Regions from separate parts of the Mus musculus genome. Here region 1 is linked to region 2. The links are chromatin contacts, called in public promoter capture Hi-C maps. All regions are on one chromosome and are shown on one strand. The core of a region is the stretch at or near the end of the contact, and the rest is flanking DNA. Distances in the headings are between cores, read along the strand shown.

What was found. Promoter capture Hi-C pulls out the DNA fragments that hold promoters and counts their contacts.
Region 1: a contact with region 2 is called in a promoter capture Hi-C map of hippocampal neurons, with 2.9 times the contacts expected there. A contact is called at or near these places in 2 of 39 promoter capture datasets (hippocampal neurons and pre-B cells) and 1 of 130 datasets of targeted methods (astrocytes).

Annotation. Positions count from the first base shown.
Region 1 is chr19:38,834,870-38,838,320 of GRCm38.p6, reverse strand. Tbc1d12 (TBC1D12: TBC1 domain family, member 12) reads right to left here and starts at 1,742. Exons shown (of 13, transcript NM_145952.4): 1 at 875-1,742. The coding sequence starts at 1,614.
Region 2 is chr19:36,081,615-36,085,087 of GRCm38.p6, reverse strand. Rpp30 (ribonuclease P/MRP 30 subunit) reads right to left here and starts at 1,372. Exons shown (of 11, transcript NM_019428.3): 1 at 1,270-1,372; 2 at 1-22. The coding sequence starts at 1,351.

The DNA.
Region 1 (3,451 bases), core at 493-2,992, 2.8 Mb before region 2:
GCTAGTAGATCTACTAATAGCTGTGTAGTCCAGGCTGCCCCTGAACTCATGGCAATCTTCCTGCCTCATCCTTCTATAGGAGTACCGGCATTAAAAGTGTGTACTCCCGACAAGGAATGAGCTTTAGTAAAAGCAACGGAAACAAATACTATGAAAAAAATATCATTTCTGAGCCCAGCATGGCGGCATATGCCTTTAATGTCAGCACTTGGGAAACAGAAACAAGCGGATCTCTGTGAGTTCGAGATCAGCCGACAAAAATCAAAAAAGAAAAAGAAAAAAAAAATCATTTCTGAATTTAAGAATCCCCAAACTAAGCCCGCAAAATAGCAAAGACATTTTCCACTAGACTTGACTTGAGTTGAATCCCCCCTATCCAGAGAATGGGAGAGGAAGAGCCCAAAGATTGTTTGATCTCCACGCAAGGATACATGTGCGCACACACATTAACACAAAATAAGTGTGCAGTTAAATTATTTTTTTTTTTAAAAAAAAACCTCGAATCCCCAAACTAATGGAACGGGCTTAGACTCCAAGCAAATAAACTTCACAGACTTCTACACCACACACTGCCGCCCGCCCAGTCCAAATCCTAGTAATACAATTACAAAAAAATAATAGGGCAGTGGTTATCTGATGTTCCAGATGAAGAAACTGAATGTGTAGTATTGGGAGGCTGGTCAGACCTGGAAGCACAACGCTTCCTGGGGACGGAGTAACACCAATCCTGGCTCCAGGCCCGGAGCTCACAAAGCCATCCGGTCCCCCTACCCTAGCGACAGATCAAAGCTGAGTCCCGACGTTCCTGTTCCGTACGCTGGAAGGCAGCCCGTTCCCGGCCCCGCCCAAGCCCCTCGCGCGGCCAGTGTGATACCTGGCGAAGAAATCCGCGAAGCCACCGCTCCGTCGAGCCCGAGCCGTGGTGCCCCCGGGACCCTGCTCTGCCGCTGGCAAGGGTGCGGACGGCCCCGCTGAGGGCAGGAGGTCGCCGGCGCTCTGACGGCGGCTCACCTCGAACGTGTTCCGAGAGCCGAAGCGGGCGTCGGGGAGGCCGAGGCTGGGCTCCGCGCTCTCGACGGCCCTCCCGGCAGGGGTGGCGGCTGCGGGGTCCGGGTCGTCCGTGTCCCCGGCCGCCAGGCAGCAGCTCCGCAGCGGGTCCTCGAGCGGCGCGGCCCAGTCGTCCAGGCCACCCGCACCGTCCACGCCCTCGTCCGCGGGCTCCAGCAGGCAGGGACGGCCGCAGGTTCGGCGGCGACGTGCCTCCTCTGGGCCGCGACGGTCCTGGCGCAGCAAAAAGCCCGAGTCTCCGTTGGTCATGCCTGAGCCGCGCGCCGCGGGGACTGCTGCCGCCGCCGCCTCCTCCGCCTCCGCCTCCGCCCCGCCGAGCCCGGGCTTCAGCGGGCCCGCGGCCGCCGCGAGGTACCGCTGCAGGAGCTGCCGCGGCGGCGGCGCCTCCTCCTCTCCAGCCTCCTCCGGCGGCTCCGCGGCGACAGCGCCTCCGCTAAAGCCGCTGGTGGCCGGGACGGTCTTCCCGTCCTGACCCATGGGCCCCGGGACTGGGAGCAGCTCGGCGTTCCTTCCCGAGCAGGCTCCGGCATCCTCGGGACCCATCATCTGAGGCGGCGGAGGAGGACTGCCCTGCGTGCAGGGTTCGCGGCCACGGCCGCCGCGACGTCCCCGGACCCACCCCTCCCACCCGGCGGCCGGGGCAGTTGCCGGAGGCCGGGCACGCGCTGGGATCGCGCACGCGCACCAGCGGGGCCGGGCCTGCCCGCGACCCGGCGCGTCCCCGAACCATAGAGACGGCAGCTAGAGCGACCCGGGAGGACAATCTGAGATCCTCCACCCGGGTGACAGTGCTTAGCCTAAGGGAGGGCAAGGCTCACTTCGCATAAACCATATCACTTGACGGCGATTTGTTTGTGAGAGGAAACTAAGGAAGTTAGTTTAAGTGCTCCTGTCTTGACAGTTTTTACCTTCTCTAACAGCAGTGAAGAACTCCTGGAACCGTTCAGGGCTTCGTTGTCCACATGACAGCCCCTTACCTATCTTTTCCACTTAGTCTTCCATGTTTACCAAAGTCTGATCTCCTAACACTTTTTAACACGTTGGTTGTTGGTTGTCGTGTCACCTGGGTACGGAAATGAAATGGAGCCAGGGCGAGAAGGACTGTTTGGCTCAGTGGTTAAGATTGCCGACTGCTCTTTCAAAGGTCCTGAGTTCAAATCCCAGCAACCACATGCTGGCTCACAACCATCTGTAACGAAATCTGATGCTCTCTTCTAGAGTGTCTGAAGACAGCTACAGTGTACTTACATATAATAAATAAATATTAAAAAAAATAACTGCAGCAACCTGTGGTAATGGATTAAGATATAATGACCGTTTAGTGGAAATAAAATGTATTTAATGTGTGAATCGCAAGACATAATAACTAGCCACAGGAGTGATAGGAGAGCAGCCAGGAATAACAAGGCTATGAGATTGCTGTGGTGTGAAGAAACAGGAAACTGGATTGGGGAAAGACATTGGAATTAACTAACATAGTGAGAGTTATAAACTTGGGTTAAAGTTCTGGTTTGGTCGAAGGGGCCATTTATGTAAGCCACAAAGGGGGTCGGGGGATATCAAGTGACTCTACCTCCATAGAAGAATGAGCATAGGGCAGAGACCCAATAGTGTTGGTATTTCAGAAGAGATGAAGTTGTTGTAAAAGGCCCAAATAGACATTGTTGTAGTAGGATAATGCAGTAACTAGAGACCATTCATTCTACAAATGCCTCTGAAAGCAAGTATAGAAATAGAATGGAATACTTAGCAAAACAAAGCAGTAAAAGCGTTTATTATCAAGATCTTTTGAAAGGTGGAAGATAGCTCAGTTGGTCACGTTGTCATGCAAGCATGAGGACCTTTCCTGTATCGCAGCACTCACATAAAAAGCCACTTTGTAGAATGCCCTTGTACAGCTAACATTGGAGAGGCAGTCCCTGGGATGCTCTGGTAACCGGCCTGGCTAAGGCAGCTGGCCTTAGATCTTATTAAGAGGTCATGTCTCAGACAATAAGATGGGCAGTCCCAAAGGAGTAACAGCTGAGTTGAACTCTCTCCTCCCTAAATATGAGTGTATACTTACCTCATACATAGGAACACACACACCTGAACATACATACACAAAACATCTTTCAAAAGGAAAAACCAAAGAATGTGTATAAACCAGAAAGAGAGAGAGAGAGAGAGAGAGAGAGAGAGTAGATAGATCCTGTATTAGTTACAGGGACAGTACCCAGAATACATACAGAAATAAGCCAGTGTGGTAGAAAGCATCTGTAATTACAGAACTCTCTAGGGTGAAGCAAAAGAGAATCTCAAGTTCAAGACCAGCCTGGGCTACATAGCAAATCTGAGGATAGCATGAGCTACACAGCAAACTTTTATCTCAAGAAAAAAATTG
Region 2 (3,473 bases), core at 123-2,622:
ATGGCAACAACTGAGTATCCCACTGAAAAGAAAAATAGATCATTTAAAAAATATACTTTCTTGTTCACAATGATCATATTGATAAGAGATTCAAGAGTCTGGCATGACAATAGGGATGTAGCTAAGTGTCAGGATGCTTGCTAGGCATACACAGAGTCCTGGATTCAATTCCGAGACCTGGAAAATAAGGGGGTGGGGTAGGAGGCAGATCCTGAGCCCTACTGTTTATTGTGACTTAAGGTGAAGTTTCAGGTTCTTCACCTGTCCCATGATGTTAACAGCAGACAGGACTTTCAAGTGTCATGAAAATGAAGTGAAACAGCACCAGTATTTTAGAAGAGTGCACATATTTAGCTGCCACATTTAGAAGCCAGGCACATATTTAGGCTGTGGTTCATATTAACACAATGCTAAAGACTCAAGTTTTATGTCTTTCTGTCACCTTTGTTATCATTTCTTTCTTCTGCGATCCCCCTCACATTTGCTCCCTTTCCTACGGAGCAATGGAGTGATGACTCCCTCACATCTCTTTTGAGGTACTCTACAATAACAGACGAGGGACACTACAGGCTTGTCTTACCATCACAACAGACAAGTGCCCTGTCCCCAATACATTTAAATCACGACTCTTGTCTTTAAGTTGCCTAAAATACTGACAGGATAATAGTGTATTAATATTAAAAGAATAATGCATGGTAATGATAAAATAGCGGCCCTTCGTCTTCCCAGTCAGCCCAATAACGCCCTACTTTCCTTCCTCTCGAAGGGATTTGAGAATCTATTATTTGGCAGGCCCTATGCCAGGTGAGAGCTCACATGATCAACGTTCATCCTTAAGGCACTTGAGATGCTCGAGAGAAATAAGGTAACGCCCTTCCCATTCTCTAAGCTCCCACAGCAGTTCCTGCCCGAGACCCAGCTTTCTGTATTTGACAGATGCCGTGTGACTCAAAAGGGGCTGATACCAAAAGCACTGGCTGAGGGGACCAGTCCCTGTTCCTATCATTCATCAGCTCGCAGGCTCCATGCCAATGCCTCGACCCCTTAGGCCTCCGTTCTCTCCCTCTGCACGAATGACTGGGCAAACACAAACAACAACAGCTTTGTCAAGAGCCCGAGTTTCTCACCCAGGGGATCCGGGTGATACTGCAGCTATTCTCTGCCTTTAGGGACGTCAGGCAGATCACACGAGAGACCGGAATGGGGCCTGAAAAAACTACCAAACAAAGCTGGATGGTGTGGGGGACAGAGCCAAGCCAGTAGACTCACGGTGAGCAGCAGTCTCCACGAGTCCGCGCAGAGCCTTCAGGTCTGAGCCCGCTCTTAAATCCAAATCTGCGAACGCCGCCATGCTGACATCCCAGGAGCACCCGCGCGCCAGTCTGCGCAGCCGCCGTGTTGTCCCTCAGGCATGCTGGGAGTTTTAGGTTGTTCCTTGAGCTTTCTGGGATTTGTAGTTTTTCTTTCTCAGTCGTCTTGGGTCGTCTTGCAGAGACTTTCCTATTCCCTAGAATCCAGCCAAAGTTAGTGTGTTGGGACCTATAGCCTTACTTATTCATAATTTGAATGGGAATGTTTTGGTACTCTCTGATGGGGCTCAAATCTCCCATGCTCCTACCATACAGCAATGCAAAGTGACTCATTTTAAAGGCACCCATAGAGCATACCGATGTCAAGCAGACATTTCTAAGGTCTTGAAGCCTGTTTAAAGCTCTGGGGAGCCGGGCGTGGTGATACACGCCTTTAATCCCAGACCCGGGAAGGCAGAGAGAACTCTGAGTTTGAGGCCAACCTTCTTTATACCGAGAGTACCAGGCCAGTCTGAAATACAGAGTCTCAAAAGTAGTTAAACTAACAAATAAATGAAGATACATGGGAAGTTATTTTTCTTTCCTATTTCCACAGTACATTCCATTCTTTGAAAGTGGCCTTTTTGAAGTATTTGGTCTGTGGCTAAGATTATCTAAACTCTTTGGGCTAAGACAATCCGTTACAGACTACAACCACAAGATGGCAGAGTGCTCTCAAAGCTGATGGTTTAGCGCCAACACATCCTTTAGCCAGAGGACTGACTGGGAGGGGCAAAAATGAAAACATGTCTTACAATGTTTTTCATGAGAAACATACACATATCATTTGATGTTTCTACTTTTAAATGACCCTTTTAAAAATGAACTCTTTAATATTGACAGATCAATTATTCAACAACATAGAACACGATTTTTAATCTACTTGATGTAGAGGGCCAGTCCTTTACCCCTCTCCATTCAGTCTTTAGTTGCCTAGCATGCGAACCCTTCTGCGCATTACTAATAAGCAGCTCCAGCCTCGTGCAACTCAATAGGACTTCTGAACTGCTGGTCTCTCAAATAAGAAAAGTCCACTTCTCATGAGCTTGTCCGTTGGGATTATACCAAAGTGATGGAAATGTTTAGAAGCATTTTCAATTTCTGTACTAATCACAAAGAATATGGAGTCTTCTCCATCTGACCACACTACTGTAATGATCACTAATTTCCTACAAATTTCTGAAAGATGATGATGATGGCGGTGGTGGTGGTGGAGAGGAGGAGGAAGAGAAGGAGGAGAAAGAGGTGGAGGAGGCAGTAGCAGAGGTGGTATTATTAGTAGCCCAGGGTGGACTTAAATCCACAATCATCTTGCCTCAGTATCCTTGGTTTTGGGATTACAGCTGAGCACTGCCACACCTATGTTTGGTTAATTTTCATAAATGATTGTTTCCAATACTTGATATTTTCCAAGAACAAAACAACAACAAAATAATGTCTGCAACCAGACCAAGGCCGTACAAAACAAACCCCTTGCTTTCATCAGAATGTCTAGTTCTAACTTTTATAGTAGTAGAGAGATGTCTTCATACAGGATCACAAAATCTAGATTGGTCAGTCGAGTAGCCATTGTGTAGTGGACCTAAATAAGAATTTTAGTTATTTGATATTAAGGTTAGACTACAGAGGGCATAATTCTTTAAGAGTCATGGTGATGTTACTGTGGTCTTCACCTTTTAGATTCCCTTTGTTCTGAGTGTTAGCATTTCTTCTAGGCTCCTCCTAACAGTTACCTAGCAACAGCCAGGTACAAGCCTGGCTTGCTATAAAAGGGCTCACTAAGGCACCCCCTCCCACTGCACCATGATGCTGCATTTCAGAACAAATCACTGAGCTTAGGTGAAGAGGAAAGGAAGGATTAGAAATGAAATGAAATGAAGAGATAAAAACCACTGAGCACTGCACTGCGGCAGAGCATCTGCCAAGTACTTATGTGTGCATCTTGTTAATTTTCAAAGCAAATAAGTATTTTTTTTAAACCAACATCTACCTTTTTGACATTTGAGCTAGTGAATGCTTCAGCAGTATAATGGTGGATTGAAGCATTTTGGCTCAGGAGCTGCCTAGTGTGTTGTCTCCTGAGAAAAGCCAGTAGGGAGGACAGTTGTGGATGGTATGAGGAGA